Regions from separate parts of the Ovis aries genome. Here region 1 is linked to region 2. A link is a contact called in public Hi-C data. All regions are on one chromosome and are shown on one strand. Each heading gives the region's core, a stretch centred on a gene start, on an enhancer-like site or on the middle of the called end of the contact. The rest is flanking DNA. Distances are from core to core; before and after follow the strand shown. Region 1 holds the start of ARPIN (actin related protein 2/3 complex inhibitor). Region 2 holds the start of KIF7 (kinesin family member 7).

Region 1 (4,449 bases), core at 597-3,096, 230 kb after region 2:
ACTGACCTCACCCCATCCTGCTCTAAGCCCTCCCAGTCCTGGCCCCAGACACACCCCTTGGTTTAGGGCCTGGTCTGTCTTCTCATCAAGAACCCAGTCCCCACCCCCAACCCTGGTCTGTCTGCCACCCAACACAGCCCTACTGATCCCTTCCATCCGTGGCCCCTTTTGGTTGCCAATCTCCCAGCCAACCCTCTACCTGCCCTGTGAGCCTCACAAGGAAAGAGCTGGACCCCAAGTCTTGGCATTGGCAGAGTCAAGCAGAGGGAGATACCCTGGTGGGTGGGAACCCTGAAGCCAGTGCCCTGAGGGGGCCCCCTGGGAAACATCCTCACCTTCCTGCCGTGGGCATCCGAGACGCTGTGCCGGGATACATCGAGTAATTCTCCCTCCAGCAGGACGCCATCTCCCCTGAGGGAGAGAGAGAATGAGGGCGTCACTGGCTCTGTCGTCCTCAGGAAAGAACCACAAGTGCAGTGGTCCCACCTGCAGGGCGTTACTGTGACCAGAGCCTCAGTCTTCACATCCGCCAAATGAGAGGAACAACCACCTCACTTGCTTCTATGAGGGTGACATACGACTACCTACCCGAAGGTGCTTTGTAAACTATTAAGCGTTTACAAAATATAAAGAACTTTACTTTTTCATGTAACCAAATTTGGGGGTGGGGTTCTAAGGTCTAAGCTGCTATAAAGTATCTCCTCTTTTCACCTGTTTTAAAGCACTTTCATATTTCTGTTCTCATTCTTATCCATTTCTAGAATGGAGAAACCCAGACTCAGAAGTTTCCTGAGAAGCCCAAGGTCACAGGGTCCCTCACTGAGAGGAACTGGACCCTCCCTTCCCAATTCCAGTTTTCATAAAAGCAGAACCTAGGGACTTCCGCCTTCGGAACTATGGAAATGGAAGAGGCGTGGGGGCAACTGAAGGGATGGGAATGAAATGAAACCTCCCTGGACCTTACCTGTCCCTACCCACCCCCGTTAAGCCCTTCATTCTTTGGTGGTGGTTGGTTGTTTAGTAGCTAAAGTCGTGTCCGACCTTTGACGACCCCACGGACTGCAGCGCGCCAGGCTTCCCTGTCCTTCACCGTCTCTCAGACTCCTTTCTTAAGGTTTTGTCAATGCAAATGGAATGGTCCATTTGTTCTCATAACCTCCGGGTCCATAATGGCAGGGCTGGGCCCTCCCAATCCAACAAGGCCACCGGGCAGGTCTTGCGCTCCCCTAACCCTTCCAGGCCGACTCCCACCCGCTATCCCCGTCCCTGCAGAACACTGTCCTTCTGGAGCTGTGCAAAGGCCTGAAGACAAGGCAAGGGCAAGTGGCGGCACGCGGAGTCACCGGGGCGGGGTAGAGACAAAGGTGGAGGTGAGTAAGCACCGCCTTTTGAGACCCGTTTAGGAGTCGAGACCGACCGTCTGTGAGCTTCACGCCGATCGGTCTCTGTGGGGTGCGCTCCGAGGGGAACACTGTGAGAGACGGTCCCGAGGCCCCGGAGGTGTTAGGCGAGCCCCGCCTTTCCTCCCACCCGCACCCCATCCCGGTGGCGCCACCCCCACCCCAACCCCCGCGCGCAATCAGGGAGCCTGGATTCAAAGCAGATGCTCGCGAGCCGACGGAGGCCGGGCGGGGAGGCGGCGGAGAGACGCGGGCGGAGCCTACCGCTGGTGAGCGGCAGGGTCCCAGGCCCCCGGCAGCCGCGCGCTCCGCACCGCCTTGTTGCGGAGGGCGCTGTCGTGGTAGATGCGGCTCATCCTCCCCACGGCCGCGGTGCCCTGGAGGGCTGGCAAACCGAGCGGGCACGCGGGGCTGGGGGCAGCGCGAGAGGCAGCTTCCGGAGGACGCGCCGAGGCCGGCAATTCCCGGCGGCCGAGCAGGGACTGCGCGGCCCGGCCCCGGACGTTCCCGCGCGGGATTTAAAGGGGCCGAGCCCCATTCCTGCCCGCAGGACCCTGCTTGGTGTTAAGTGGGCTTCCGGGAGGACCGGGCTGGGGCCTTAGCCTGGAGGTGGGGGTGGGATGAAGGAGAGAGCCACTCTCTTCTCTTTTCTCTCCCTCGTCCTTGTTACTAGTGGGAGACCCCTACTCCTTACACGCACAAAGGGGAAATCGAGGCTCAGAGAGCGCATAGGATCAGCTCTGATAGTATGCGTTTCCAAAGAGCAAGAATAGGAAGAAGAGAACGGCCCCTGAGGCGGCTGGGTGGTAAGTGCCGAGCTGCTCTTTTTGCCCGGGTGAGGTCTCACAGTGGCCGAGGAAGGGGTTCTTGGGATCTGTCACGAAGGAGCCTGGGCTTGGGTGTCAGATCAACTGACCTACCAAGGCTGGAATCCGCGCTGTGTGAGCTTGGGCAAGTGCCTCAACCTCTCTGAGCTTCTTACTCTGTAAAACGGGGTCCGAATCAGAGGGGTTGTAAGGGTTTAACGGCTTCCCTGGTGGCTCAGTGGTAAAGACCCTGCCGGTAAAGAACCTGGGACACACAGATCCGATCCCTGGGTTGGGAAGTTCCTCTGGAGAAGGAAATGGCAACACATTCCAGTATTCTGGCCTGGAGAATTCCATGGAGCCTGGCGGGTCCTACAGTGCACGGGGGTCGCCAAGTGTCGGACTCTACTGAGCAACTAAGCATGCACGCTGTGCGCTACTGTATATAAAATAGATAACCAGCAAGGACCTACTGTATAGCAGAGGGAACTCTAGACAATACTCCGTAATGACCTATATGGAAAAAGAATCTAAAGAAGAGTGGGCATATGTGTATGTGAACTGATTCACTTTGCTGTACACCTGAAACACAACATTGTAAATCAACTATACTCCAATAAAAATTTAAAAAAAATTGTCAGTAAACCAAAATCACATTGCTGGTAAATAAAATCAGTTTTCAAACCAAAAAAAAAAAAAAAAAACCAAAAACAAAAACTCCCCAGGCTGATGTAAGGAACTTGCATAACTCAATAGAAAAGGCAGGGTAAATGATTTTTAAAAATAGGCCAATGAACTAAATAGATATTTCTCCAAGGAAGACATACAGATGGACAAAAGATGTATGAAAAGCGGCTCAGTATCACTAATAATCAGAGAAATGCAAACCAAAACCACAATGAGGTATCACCTCACACCTGTTAGAATGGCTATTATCAAAAAGACAAAAGATAAGTGTTAGCAAGGATATGAAGAAAAGGGAACCCTTGTATGGCATTGATGGGAATGTGAATTGGTACAGCCACTACGGAAGACATTATGGAAGTTTCTCATGAAATTAAAAAGAAAACCACCAAATGATCCAGCAATCTCACTCTGGGTATATGCACAAGGAAACTGAAATCAAGACATCAAAGGAAGGTCCACACTACCATGTTTCTTTCACAGCAGCCAAAAAGTAGAAGCAACCTAAATGTCCATCAGTGGATGAATGGCAAAGGAAAATGTGGTATACGCATACTATGGAATATTATTTGGGTTGAAAAAAAGAAGGAAAGCCTGCCATTTGCAGCAACATGGATGCACCTGGAAATGAAAGAAGCCAGGCACAAAAAGACAAGTAGTGTGTGATCTCATTTACATGAGGAATCTAAAATAATCAGACGCAGAGAATGCAGAGGCTGTCGGGGGCTGAAAGGGGGAGGGAGAAACAGGCAGGTAGTAGTCAAAGGGCACAGTTATTTAGGTGTACAAGGTGAATAATACCTGGAGATCTATAACTACGGAGTGCCTGTAGTTAACAATATTATATACTTAAACATTAACTGAGGGTAGATCTCACATTGAGTGTTCTTCCACACACGCACAAACACACGCACACACTACAAAATAATAATAAGACTTGAGGAAACTTGGAGATGACAATATGTTTACAGCATAGCTTGTAGTGATGGTTCCATGAGTGTGTACTTATCTCCAAACTCATGAAGTATATACCTTAAATATGTACACTTTTTGTATGTCACTCATACCCAGGGACTTCCTGGTGGTCCAGTGGTTAGGACCCTGTGCTTCCAAAGCAAGGGACTCAGGTTTGATCCCTGATCAGGGAATTAAGATACCACATGCTGCACCAAGGGGCAACAAACAAAGAAACCTGAATAAAATGATTTAAAAACCAAACCAACCAAAATACTCTCAGGTTGGTCACAGCCGCATGGCCAGAATACCGCCCCCACCACCTCCTTCCCCTTTCTGTATCATCTTTTTCCTTAAATGGCTCCAAATCTTCACTGCCTTTTATGGCAGCCATTAGCTATATGTGGCTATTTAAATTTAAATTTTAGTTCAGTTCAGTCACTCAATCGTGTCTGACTCTTTGCAACCTCATTGACTGCAGCACACCAGGCTTCCCTGTCCATCGCCAACTCCCAGAGCCTGCTCAAACTCATGTCCATCGAATCGGTGATGCCATCCAACCATCTCATCCTCGTCTCCTTCTCCTCTTGTCCTCAATCTTTCCC
Region 2 (4,333 bases), core at 81-2,580:
TCACTGGACAGAATATTTACCAACCTCTTCACTGGCTTCAGCCTCCCTGCACCTTCCTATGTGACAACCAGGGGCATCTTTCAAAAATGCAAATGTGACCACACCACTCTCCTGCTTAAACTGCCCCCCAAACAGGCAAGAGGGGCTCCCTAATGCTCTAGATTCAAAACCTTAACAGGAAAAACAACTTTTAATGGACCCTGCCTACCTTGATGACTTACCCACTAATACCCCACATTTCCTCACCTTTCTCTGCCTGCAGCACACTCAGCTGTTATCAGGGCCACCTCAGGGAGTGCCCTCCCCTCCAAAGAGGGGCGTCTGCTCTGTGGCCCCCCACCACTCACCCACCCACACCCACCGCTCTAGTTCTCCCATCAGCCACTGAACACTCCCTTGCCTTGCAAAAGCCAGATTATCCACTGGTCTCCCCTCACCTCCCAAACTGGGGGCTGGGAGGCAGGGACCCACCTGTCTCCTTCACAGCGTATCTCCAGTATCCAGCACAAGGTCCGACGCTGAGTAGCTGGTGAGTAGTAGATGGGGAAAGGGAACTTTCCCCATGCCCACTCCTCGCCCCCACCCCGAGGGTCACAGCTCTTTATTTTTCACTACTTCTCTCGGCACCTGTAATCGTTCGCTCGTTTGTTCAACCAACAGTCCCAGCTGGGTGTCCGGCCCTGGGGCAGCAGCGGTAACTGCCACGCAATACTACAGGCGCCTTCGGGCATCCCTGAGTCACAGCTTTTCCAGCCCCGCGGTCCCGGCTTCTCCGCGCCCGGGCTTGGGGCCCAGTGCTCTGCGCACCGAAGGCGCCCGGACAACACCGAGGGTTCCGGAGTCGGAGGCGCCGGGCACGGGACAGGAGCTCCGGGAAAGTGGGAAAAGTGATTACAAAGGCGAACCCGACTCTCGCAGCGTGGGTGCTCGCTCCTCCTGGCCAGGCCCGGAATGCCAGCCTCAGGCCCCGACTTAAGGAAGGGGAGTCTCCAGTCCACTCGGAGAGGGGCCTGGAGGAGGTTAGCAAAAATGGGGAGGGAGGGAGTGGTCCTCGTGCTCGGTCAAGGGTCTCCAGGGTTCCGACGCCCACTGCCACCCAACCGAGGCCTGCACAGGCAAGGGACGAGCGCACGCCTCCTCCCTCCCACCCTCCTCCACCCCTCCCCGGCCCACATCAACCTGCTAGGGTGCGAGCGTCGTCTCCCCGCGGGACACTGAGGCTCGGAGCCCCAGCGCGGCGCGGTCGGATGCCGTCACCGGGACCCCCGCCCACCAAAACATCCCGCCCCTCATCCGCAACTCCTCCCGCCTGGGCGCTCCGGGGCGGAGGCGCGGGCTGCGCGGCGCCGCGGAGTCTGTCCGCAGACGGGGCGGAGCGGGGGCCGGAGGGGCGGGGGATCGGGCGTGGCCTGGGCTGAACGGCTGGACCACAGGCCCCGCGACCCCCAGCATCGCCCCGAGTCGCGAGCGCTGCGCGCTGATATTAGCATCTACTCGCTTAAAGCTGGAACACAGCAAGCAACAAGGCCGCCTGGATTTTCCGAGCTGGAAAAGCCCACCAGCTGGTGGAGCGGAGCATCTAGGTTTATGATGCAAGTTGTAACAAGTGGTAAATGAATACTAACTAGGAGACTGTTTCGTTCCACAAGCATTTTCTAACCCTGAGACTCCGGTTAACAGTACCCTAAAAATCAATTCCTGCAGAAGGAAATGGCAACCCACTCCAGTATTCTTGCTTAGGAAATCCCATGGACAGAGGAGCCTGGCGGGTTACAGATAATGGGGTCGCGAAGAATCGGACACGACTAAGAGACTAACACTAACTAAAAACCAACTACTGTAGTTCGATTGTACATTCAGGCGCAGAGACCTTTCCCCTTCCTTTCTATTGCAGCCCTCCCCAAGCCCCGTCAAAGCTCAGCAAAGGTCACCCTTCCTAGACCCCAGGAAGCCTCCAGCCTTGTTTTTATCTGATTTCGCTACCTCTTCTAAAGCCGAGAAGGACTCATCCGCTCTGAGATATTCGGGATTGGGATGGTGTGGCAGAGGCCCTGGCTGCTCCTTGGGCACTCACACCAGGAAGTCATCCCTGGGCCCCTTCTCTGCCCCAGAGCTGGGGTGACCTAGGGGTGGATGGATGAAAGCACTAGGGAGCTCCTGTTCAGGCCTTCTAGCAAGCTGGGCAGAGAGCAAGATGGCCTGAGAAATCCTGGCCCCACAGTTCTGGCTCATAAGTCCCCAGTTTGAAATGGGCATGGGATTCACTGGTGGACCACACTGCCCCCCAGCCTTGGGTTCCTGGCTGGACAACTGGCCCTAGAAGAGGCTAGTGGGAGGTCTGGGCTGCCACTAAGTTCTTAGCCTCTCCAGTTGGGGAGGCAATTTTGTGGGTGAACAGTCAGTGGAAGTCCTGCAGAGGGGGCTCATCATGCGTATTCCTGAGCAGGAGCTGTCCAGGAAACCACCCTCAAACATCTCTTCCAGCATGCCCCGCACCATCCACCCCATCACTCAAGCCATATTTGACTCTTGTCTTCTCCAATATACCACCAAGTTTCAATGTTTAGGAAAACTATGCTTAATACAATGAGCATTAAAACCCAAGTTGTAGGACTTCCCTGGTAGTCCAGTGGTTAAGAATCCTCCGCCTGCGTTTGATGGACATGCATTCGATCTCTGGTCTGGGAAGATCCCACACGCCGGGAAGCAACTAAGCACGAGCACCCTAGAGCCTGTGCCCTGTGGCAAGAGAAGCCACTGCAATGAGAAGCCCAAGAGCCACAAGAAAGACCTAACACAGAAAAGAAAAAAAAAACCATGATAAATGCATGTTATTAAGTGTAACGACTGTTTTTCCATCTCCAAAACTGTGATTCAGTTGGAGGTGCATTTTGTGAGCTGCAACAGAAGAGAGGGAACAATGCATTTCTCTGGAGAGGGACCTTGGCATCCCAGCATGAGGGGAGGTCTTCCTGAGGTCCAGAGTGTGGGTGAGCCATCACACCCACATGAGCAGGAAGGCCAGCCAAACTGATGTCTCTCAGGAGAAAAGCCCCACATCCAGCCTGGAGCTAATGAAGCAGATTTCTGTCATTTAGAGGAGATGCTTCATTTCTCATTTCTCACCAGAAAGTATTCAGAAAGACAGGGCCAGGCTCAGAGCACTTTGCTATCTGTTTAATGATAAAAACAGAATTTTGGGGACAAGCTGTTTGCCTCCTGGGCTGTCCTGTGCCATATGCTGGTTCCAGCACCCTGGTTGGGATCCAGGACAGGGTGAGGGGTCTGGGTCTGGCCAGTGGGTGTGTTGACTTCTATGGCTCTCCTGGCAGGAGGGGCCCCAGGGCTATGGAGGAACAGACAGTAAGGAGTGTGGATTCCAGAACTCCAGGAAGAAGGCGGTGTGGACAAGTGATGCCCAGGATAGCTGGGTGTTTCTATCTACACCATCAGGCCTGAGGCCAGGTCTCCCACAGCTGCCCATGGGGGCCCTGCCAGGGCTACGCTGGACTCTGTCTTCTTAGGCCTCTTAAGCTTCTAAAGGCCTCACTTGCCAGATCCACATCCCCCCTCCCCAGGAAACTGCTGAGTGTGCTGTGGATTGTGAGCGTGAGGTAGGGGGAGAGGGTGAGGTGGGGGTTGAGGTGGGTGAGCTTGATCCCAAAGCTAATTCAAGGTCCTGACCATGTCCCCCTGTGTATGTCCATCAACACTCCCCTTTCCTCATTCTGGACATCCCTAGATTCCAAAACCGTGGATCAAGGCCAACGACTCTTTACACCAAAGGTCTGCTAGGGTCTAGAGTCAGTGTTAGGGAGAGTTAGGGAGCTGGACTCCTAGGTGTGCGACAGAGTGGAGGCCAAGAGGGCACTCATAGGTGAGGGGATAAGCGTGTGTATACAGATGTCAAAAGGATGGACAGAAATGTCAGAATTACCTGTGCAGGTACAGATGACAATAACAAGGAAAACCAAGTTTGGTTTGGAAAGCTATTTACTATTATCTATCAGTATTTTCTTTTATTTATAATTTACTTATTTATTGGTTGTTTTGGGTCTTTTTTGCTGCACAGGCTGTCTCTAGTTGCAGTGAGGGGGCTACTCTTTCTTGAGTGCTCAGGGTCCTCATTGTGGTGGCTTCTCTTGTGAAGCAGGGGCTCTAGGGGTGCAGGCTTCAGTAGTCAGAGCACTTGGGCGGCAGGGGTTTCTAGGGCCCGAGTTCAGTAATTGTGGCACATGGACTTGTTGGACTAAGTCCATGTGCCAGACACATGGCCCACATCCCACGGCATGTGGGATCTTCCCGCACCAGAAATCGAACCCATGTCCCCTGC

The links. Hi-C and Micro-C count contacts between places; a contact is called where the count stands out from the background.
Region 1: a contact with region 2 is called in a Hi-C map of tail adipose tissue, with 4 times the contacts expected there. The contact joins the promoter of ARPIN here to the promoter of KIF7 in region 2. A contact is called at or near these places in 2 of 16 Hi-C or Micro-C datasets (hypothalamus and tail adipose tissue).

Annotation. Positions count from the first base shown.
Region 1 is chr18:20,623,904-20,628,352 of ARS-UI_Ramb_v3.0, forward strand. ARPIN (actin related protein 2/3 complex inhibitor) reads right to left here and starts at 1,847. Exons shown (of 5, transcript XM_060401638.1): 1 at 1,665-1,847; 2 at 336-411. The coding sequence starts at 1,756.
Region 2 is chr18:20,398,547-20,402,879 of ARS-UI_Ramb_v3.0, forward strand. KIF7 (kinesin family member 7) reads right to left here and starts at 1,331. Exons shown (of 20, transcript XM_042235082.2): 1 at 1,180-1,331; 2 at 472-1,010.